Regions from separate parts of the Sus scrofa genome. Here region 2 is linked to region 1. The links are chromatin contacts, called in public promoter capture Hi-C maps. All regions are on one chromosome and are shown on one strand. The core of a region is the stretch at or near the end of the contact, and the rest is flanking DNA. Distances in the headings are between cores, read along the strand shown.

Evidence for each region. Promoter capture Hi-C pulls out the DNA fragments that hold promoters and counts their contacts.
Region 2: a promoter capture Hi-C map of liver shows a contact between it and region 1, with 10 times the contacts expected there. The contact joins the promoter of UNC50 here to the promoter of MGAT4A in region 1. A contact is called at or near these places in 3 of 5 promoter capture datasets (fetal liver, fetal skeletal muscle and liver), 32 of 47 Hi-C or Micro-C datasets (adipose tissue, alveolar macrophages, blood and 16 more) and 2 of 2 datasets of contacts at active chromatin or transcription factors (alveolar macrophages and skeletal muscle).

What each region holds. Positions count from the first base shown.
Region 1 is chr3:55,563,298-55,566,949 of Sscrofa11.1, reverse strand. MGAT4A (mannosyl (alpha-1,3-)-glycoprotein beta-1,4-N-acetylglucosaminyltransferase, isozyme A) reads right to left here and starts at 2,017. Exons shown (of 15, transcript NM_001315622.1): 1 at 1,922-2,017. The coding sequence starts at 2,015.
Region 2 is chr3:55,674,895-55,678,650 of Sscrofa11.1, reverse strand. It overlaps UNC50 (protein unc-50 homolog), which reads left to right and starts at 1,656. Exons shown (of 7, transcript XM_013987864.2): 1 at 1,656-1,804; 2 at 2,837-3,120; 3 at 3,219-3,290. The coding sequence starts at 2,841. It overlaps LOC100524554 (cytochrome c oxidase assembly factor 5), which reads right to left and starts at 1,609. Exons shown (of 3, transcript XM_005655200.3): 1 at 1,391-1,609. The coding sequence starts at 1,489.

The sequences.
Region 1 (3,652 bases), core at 768-3,267:
CAACGCCCATGATTATGGAAACCCTACTTTTAATATAAAAAGCAGAGCATGTGCTTTATGAGTATCTAAGAATTAAACATCTGAAATGAGGTTGGCTCTGGAAAATCCTGGCTGTCTGACTGCCAGAATGATCTAGAAAGAATCCAAATGCTGAGCCGTTAGAGTGGTTACATAAACGATGACATTAAAGCACAGGGGATTTTACATAAGCACCACAGGAGACCTCGGTTGATACCTGAAAGAGTCTGGACAAAAAACTGAGCAGAAACACAGAGCAGTAGAGTATGCGCAAGATGACAGAACCATTCAAAGAGTGATAATCAAAGAGGCTTTTTGTGTGTGTATCTAATACCACAAGATTCTAAAGACAACACACACACACACCACACACACACACACACACACACACATAATGCTTATAATGTCTTTATCTAAGAAAAAAAGATAAATGGAATGGGAGGTTCCAAAAGTTTTAATCCTTTAAATAAGACACAGTTTAAAAGGGTCAAGTTTCTCTGTTACCATAGCTCTCTGAATAGATAAATTTCCTGATAAGAAAAAAATCCATATACTCTTTCTATGGTCATTTCTCTCATACCCTAAGTAGACTTTTAAGGCCAGTCATCTGTTCTGTTCATGTCAGGGACAAGTAATAGTTCTCCATTTTTTGTTGTTTGGCCACACTCACAGCATGCAGAAGTTCCCCAGCTGGGCCAGGGATTGAACCTGCGCCACAGCAGCGACCTGAACCACAGCAGTGACAGTGCCAGATCCATAATTCATTGCACTACCACGGAACTCTGACAAGTAATAGTTTGATTAACTACTCAAAATTCTTCTTAAATAAGTTGTCCCCTTTTGGAACAATTAAAAAATCTAAGATGTATATATTTGTCTGCGAAGAAGGAAAGTCTTTAACAGGTTTTTCATTCATTCTTCCCCAAAGAGTTCCTTCCAAAATTAGAGCCCGACTCAGAGAAAAGAGAAAAAGAATACAGTATTTGCTCAAAACACAGAGCATGTTTTTCTACCAATATCAGATTATATTACACACACACACAAAGAAAAAAACTGTTATAAATACATCATTTGTTACCTTCATACAAGTCAATAAAATAAGGCCAGCAATAGCGCCTTCAAATAACCAGGTGACAAGAACTCTAAAATACCAAATATAAACCTCCATTCTTCCTGCCAACAATGTTCCTTAAATTAACATAAGGAAAGGAGACATAAAAAGGAAGGGTAGGAATTTACTGCAAATATTTTCTCTTCAAAAAAGCCAACTGCATTGTTCTTGAATGTGGTTCCAATCACTAAACAAATAACATTCCTTTAAAAAAAACAGTTTAATAGTCTAAACAAAATTAATTTAAATTAAAAAAATTTTTCAAATCCAAATTCCATCTCACCCACTTCATAAATACCTTTGCCTAAAGAGCAATCTGTCAACACATGCGGTTTAAATCATTAACTACACAGCACCTAATCATTAGTATAATCAGCATGTAAATTTCTTGAAGGCACTGATTGTGTCCTTTTAAGTGTTTTGTACAACATCCGGTGCAAGGAAGCTTATTAAACATTTATGATGTTTAATAATAAGAAATAAAATGCCCAAACAAAAGTCTTTATTATTCAACTTGGCTGCCGCTTATAATATAAACCACTGATGAGCATGTTTCTCTGAGTGCAATTACAAAAAATCCACAACAAAACAAAGCCCATTCAAATCAGAAAGTCTGCCTCCTCTGTCCAAGAATACTGTTTCATTTTTGTGTCAGAAAGAAACTGGCAGGCTGCCAGCAGATAGCATGCAACATGCAGACTGCAGGGGCATTTAACTTAAGCACTGGTGCACACTTGACAAAGCAAAAAACCTAGGACATTCCAGGCACATTTTTGGAGATATTTTCCTTACCTTTCCCATTTTGCCACGTGGTATACCAAGATAAAGTAAGGAACGAAGTGATAAATGCTAAAACAGTGGCTACAGTTCCATTTCGGAGCCTCATCTCATTTCACCATCACTGGTTCAAATGTTTATGATGATAACCAAGACTGTTTCTTTTTATCTTGAAGTCAACTAAATCCAGCTCTCCTGGCTCTAGACCAATCAAAACCATCAATAGGAGAGCTTCATTTCAGATGCTGGGCAGAATTAAGTCTGGCAGCCACACCATCCACAATTACTAGTCAGGATTGTCGTACAGTCTTCATAGGTGGATGTCTCAGGCTTCTTTCTTCCTATTCAGGGGGAAGAGAGAAAGAAAAACTTGCTTGATGCAAAATATTGGTTTCTTTATTTATGAGTCACTGTAATAAACAGATTTTTGGCTGGGCGAAACGGACTCATTTAATATATGAGAATGATATGGTTGTTTTCCTCCAGAGCAAAAAGCTTCCAACTATACACTCTCCTTGGCTTGGTCTGATCTGTGGAGATAAAGGTCTCGTTATTTATGCAAAGGGGGAAGTGCTGAGGCTCATTAAATAATAAGCCACAGATTCCAAGCTGAGAACTCTATAAAGATCACTCAGTGGATCCCTTGTGACATCATCTTCACTTTCCTCAATCCTTTTACTGCACAATAAGTAAATAGTTAATATTTTCAAATTGTTCAAGAAAACTGACAGACTACAATTTTCAAGGGTCAAAAGCCCTAGATCCTAGACGCAGCTCCATCATTACCTATGTGACTTCGGGCATGTCACTTATCTCAGCCTTGTGGTTTCACCCCCCCCGCCCCCGGAATGACATCATTACCCGTGCTGGCTCCTCTGGTTCTCATAATGAATAAAAAGGTTATGGTTATGGAGTTCCCGTAGTGGAGCAGAGGAAACAAATCCAATTAAGAACCATGACGGTACGGGCCTCGATCCCTGGCCTTGCTCAGTAGGTTAAGGATCCGGCATTGCTGAGCTGGAATGTAGGTCACAGATGAGGCTCAGATCCCGCATTGCTGTGGTTGTGGTGTACACTGGCAGCTGTATCTCCGATTCGACCCCTAGCCTGGGAACCTCCATATGCAGTGGGTGCGGTCCTAAAAAGCAAAAAAAAAAAAGTTACAGTTATGATGCCTATTGGTCATCATCATAAAATAGATGTAGTTTTCCCAATGATTAACCCTACCACCACCACCACCCCGGGTGTAAACTGGGACTATTTAGGCATTTAGAAAATGCAACAATGCAACACTAGAAGCCAGGATATATCACTTAACATTGATTTAACTCAGGAAATCTGGAGATCACCTCCCAGCCAGCAAAGCTGTTCAGAAAACGGAATGAAACCAAGTTCTTAGCAGTACTTAAACACAGTCACCCAGCACATAACAGGTTCTCAATAAATGTGAACTGTATTAACAAACCAAACCAAACAAACCAAGCCAAAAAACCCTGCATCCAGCCACTCACTACCAGTTCAGGAGGCTCTGTACACAGCCACTCCCAGTTATTCTCATTCCCTCGGGGCGAGTCAGGCACTCTGAGATGTGCATTGATTCCTGGTGGCCTCAGGGGGACTGTGAGATGGACTTGGCAATACATTAAGTGACACTTCGGTGGGGTGCCTTAATGCACCTCCAAAATGGCCTGCTGGGAAGCCTAGGGACAATTCCCACTGGTGAAGAGTGTGGCTGATTAAAGGGGC
Region 2 (3,756 bases), core at 407-2,906, 110 kb before region 1:
TAATTGCTTACATTACCCTTATCACAGGAAGTTAGCCCCTTACACATCTGTTCTTCCCATCAGACCAAGCCGATGCAGGTAGTGATTGTAACTAATTCATCTCTGCATCACCTGTGCCTGGTATAATTGCTGCCACTTAGTAGGTATTTACTAGGAGCTGCCTGAATACATGCACCAATGAAGCAGCAGGAAGGAAACAGCCGGGGACAGGGCACCTCAGTCTCCTCAGCTGAATGACCAAGTTGTACAGATAATCTCTTACATTCATATCTGCTCTGAAGTTTTACCAGACACCGGGAGGCCAGTCTGGCCAACCGCCCCAATCAGGGAACCAAACGTAAAGCAGAAATCAGTAGAAACACCTGATATAACCTCTGGGGGTAGTTATTTTTTTCTTTGAAATAAGGGCAACCTTTTTCTTCTTCTTTTTTTTTTTAAGGGCCCCACGAGTGGCACACTTAAGTTCCCAGGGTAGGAGTCGAATCAAGAGCCACACAGGATCCGAGGCGAGTCCGGGACCAACACCACAGCTCAGAGCAACGCCGGATACCTAACCCAATGAGCAAGGCCAGGGATGGAACCCGAGCCTCAAGGATACTTGTCGGGTTTGTTACCCGCTGAGCCACAATGGGAACTCCGAGGGCAACTTTCTGAAATCATATCTCCAAATGCAAAAATAATTACTGACTACCCTCTCACCAGGCTGTTTTAATTGGAAAATGTTTTTGTGCTTTAATTGGTTTTCAGGCCAGAACCCAGCTCCCCCGTCAGCTCTGAAACCCACTGCATTCAAATTGGCTCCTGAGAAGAGCTGTGGCTGTAGTGACGGAAAAACCTGAGAATAACCTTCCATTACCGCACAAAACCAGCAGTAGGGGGAGCTCTAAGATACAAAGTGGAGAAAAGGCGCTTACAACTTACCCAGGAGTGCACGGAACTCCAGCTCAACAACAAATTCTAACCAACACAAGGCAAAACATAGTATCTTTTCAGCCACAACTGAACAGAGAAAAACGAAGCTACTAGCCAACACAGTGTGCCAAGCTCTAACTTACTGATTCTTATCAGTTGAATAGGAAACCTGTCTATTCTCCTTCATGCCTCCAAAACCTAGCAGAGTGGCAGCATTCAATGCCTATTTTCGCAACTGAAACGGTTTCCCTTTTACAAAAACCAATAGGGAGGTATCTTTATCTCCAATTTCACACCGTTGGAAAGTGAGGCTTAGACAGCGGATTTGCCCAAATTCATTAAGTTGTTGCGGCGCTCAATACCCAGGTCGGAGAACTCAGAGGCACGTCTTTTAACCGCCAGCGGCCTGAGCGGGGCCCTTCGCCGGCCCCGCCTCCCGCTTCGGGCTTCGGTCACCCCGAGCCCCCGGCCGCGCTACCTGGAGCACGCAGTCCGACTGCAACAGACACGCGCCCAGGTCCTCCTTCACGCCCGCGCACGCGCCGCCCTCCGGCTTGTCCTCGTAATACCGAGGCATGACCGCGCCTCCCGCCCGCCGCGGCCGGGACACACACGAGTCTGCAACCGAGCCCGACACGGTAAGACGCCAGCGACCCCGCACAGGGCGGAACCGGAAGCCGGCAGCAACCACTTCCGGCGAGCGCGCTTTGGAGGGCGAGACCCAGAGGCCGCGCTTGCGCACGCGCGGCGAAACTGGGTCACGTGACGTGGTGCGCCTCCAGCGTCGCCGACGTTGCTGAAAGGGAAGTTGGTCCAGCGGCTGCTGAGCTCGGCTGCTGCGCGGATGTGCTGGGTCAGTTTGGAGCGGGTGGAGGTCGCCGCGGGGCTCTAGGTGAGACCTGCCGATCGTCGGTTCCGCGCACGTCTTGGGCTCGCCCCGGGCCTTTTCCTCTGCCGTCTCACTGCCCTGGGTCACCTGGCCCTAGAGTGACCGCGCCCAGGTCCGGCTGCTCGGCCTGTGGTAGGACTGCCAGGCAAAATCAAGGAGGCCAGTTACAGTTGAATTTCAGATAATTCAGTAATGTTTTGCTATGCGTATGTGCCACGTAGTGTTTGGGACCTGCTTATACTAAAAATTACTCCTGTATTTGAAATCCAGATGTAACTGGGCGCCCAGTGTTTTTATGCTTAATCTGGCCGTTCTATCCGCGGCCCGGGTCAGCGGGAAGCAGCTGGGCCTGGAAGGCGCTGCTGGCGTCCCGGTGGCCTGGGGCGTGAAACTGGGCACTGAGCTGCTGGCACGGAGCGTGGGGGCTGGACTCCCACGCTGTCATTCCCCACCTAAACCACTTACTTTGGAGTTTTGGTTTGTTTTGACATCACATTCTAGGGAATGAATTACGTGCTGGTTATACACTGATGGACCTGTCTGATAGGGCATTTATTTTACCTCGTCCATAACATGGTTTCTGTTTGGCTTAAGCAAAGGCTTTCCCCTAAAAGCCTTAGTTGGTTAAGAGCAAAAATTGAAGGGTGGAATTTTGAGCCAGAGTACGTGAGTTGGAAGTTTGTTTCCAACACTAGCTCTGCTCTTAAGAGGGTCACTTCATCCTCCAGCGCCTCCGTTGTCGCTCTCAGCAGTAGCTCGCTGGGACCGTGGTTGAGGATCTAGGGAAGCGAAGTGTGGGGAATGGATGGACCGTGTAACAGTTCAGAAGGGCGTGGGGCAGCCCTTGCCTGAAGTGTAATCAGTTCTCCAGCCCCCAAACCGGCCTCAAAACCACCTGCATCCCCTTTTAAGCCCTCTTCTTAAGGATCCGAGCCCAAATGTAAAGTGATCTCCCACCTAAATAATTCAGAAGAGGGGTGCTAGCCAGCCATTCCTTCGGATAACTTGTAAAAGAGTTTTTTCTCTTCCATCTAGGAAGATGTTACCAAGTACTTCAGTGAATTCCCTATCCCAGGGGAATGGAGCACTGAATTCCAGGGATGCAGCGAGGCACACAGCTGGAGCAAAACGCTACAAATACCTGCGCAGGCTTTTTCGTTTTCGGCAAATGGACTTTGAGTTTGCAGCCTGGCAAATGCTCTACCTGTTCACGTCCCCACAGAGAGTTTACAGAAACTTCCATTACCGAAAGCAGACAAAGGATCAGTGGGCCAGAGATGACCCTGCTTTCTTGGTCCTATTAAGTGTCTGGCTCTGTGGTAAGTGTTAGTTTTTTTGCAATAAAGTTAAAGAATAAATTGAGTCTTTCAGGTCGGACTTGTCATTTCGAGAGTCTTTTGTTATCATCATGTCACAGGTCACAATTTGAGGATCTCTGAAACTGTTTCTGCCTTTCTGGAGCCTCACAAATCTCACAAGACGGAAAGTGGTATTCTTCCTGGTTCTGAAGGTCCCAAGCAGATGCCAGAGTAACCTGTTTCCTCAGAACTTTGAAAAGCAGAGGACAGAGTCACCCCATGTCTTTTTTTTTTTTCTTAAGGCTGCACCTGAGGCATACATAAGTTCTCAGGCCAGAGGTCAAATCCGAGCTACAGCTGCTGGCCTACACCACAGCCACAGCAACACAGAATCCGAGCCACGTCTGTGACGTATACCACAGCTCATGGCAATGCCAGATCCTTAACCCACTGAGTGAGGCCAGGGATTGAACCCGAATTCTCATGGATACTAGTCGGATTTGTTTCCACTGCGCCACAACGGGCACTCCGTTCCATGTCTTTCAACTACCATGATAAAGAAACTGGTACCCAAATGCAAACTTCCTGTGAAAAAGGACTATTGAGCTTAGAGATTGCATTTTGCGGTCAGCCCAGTGCAGAGTGGGAGTTGTAAAA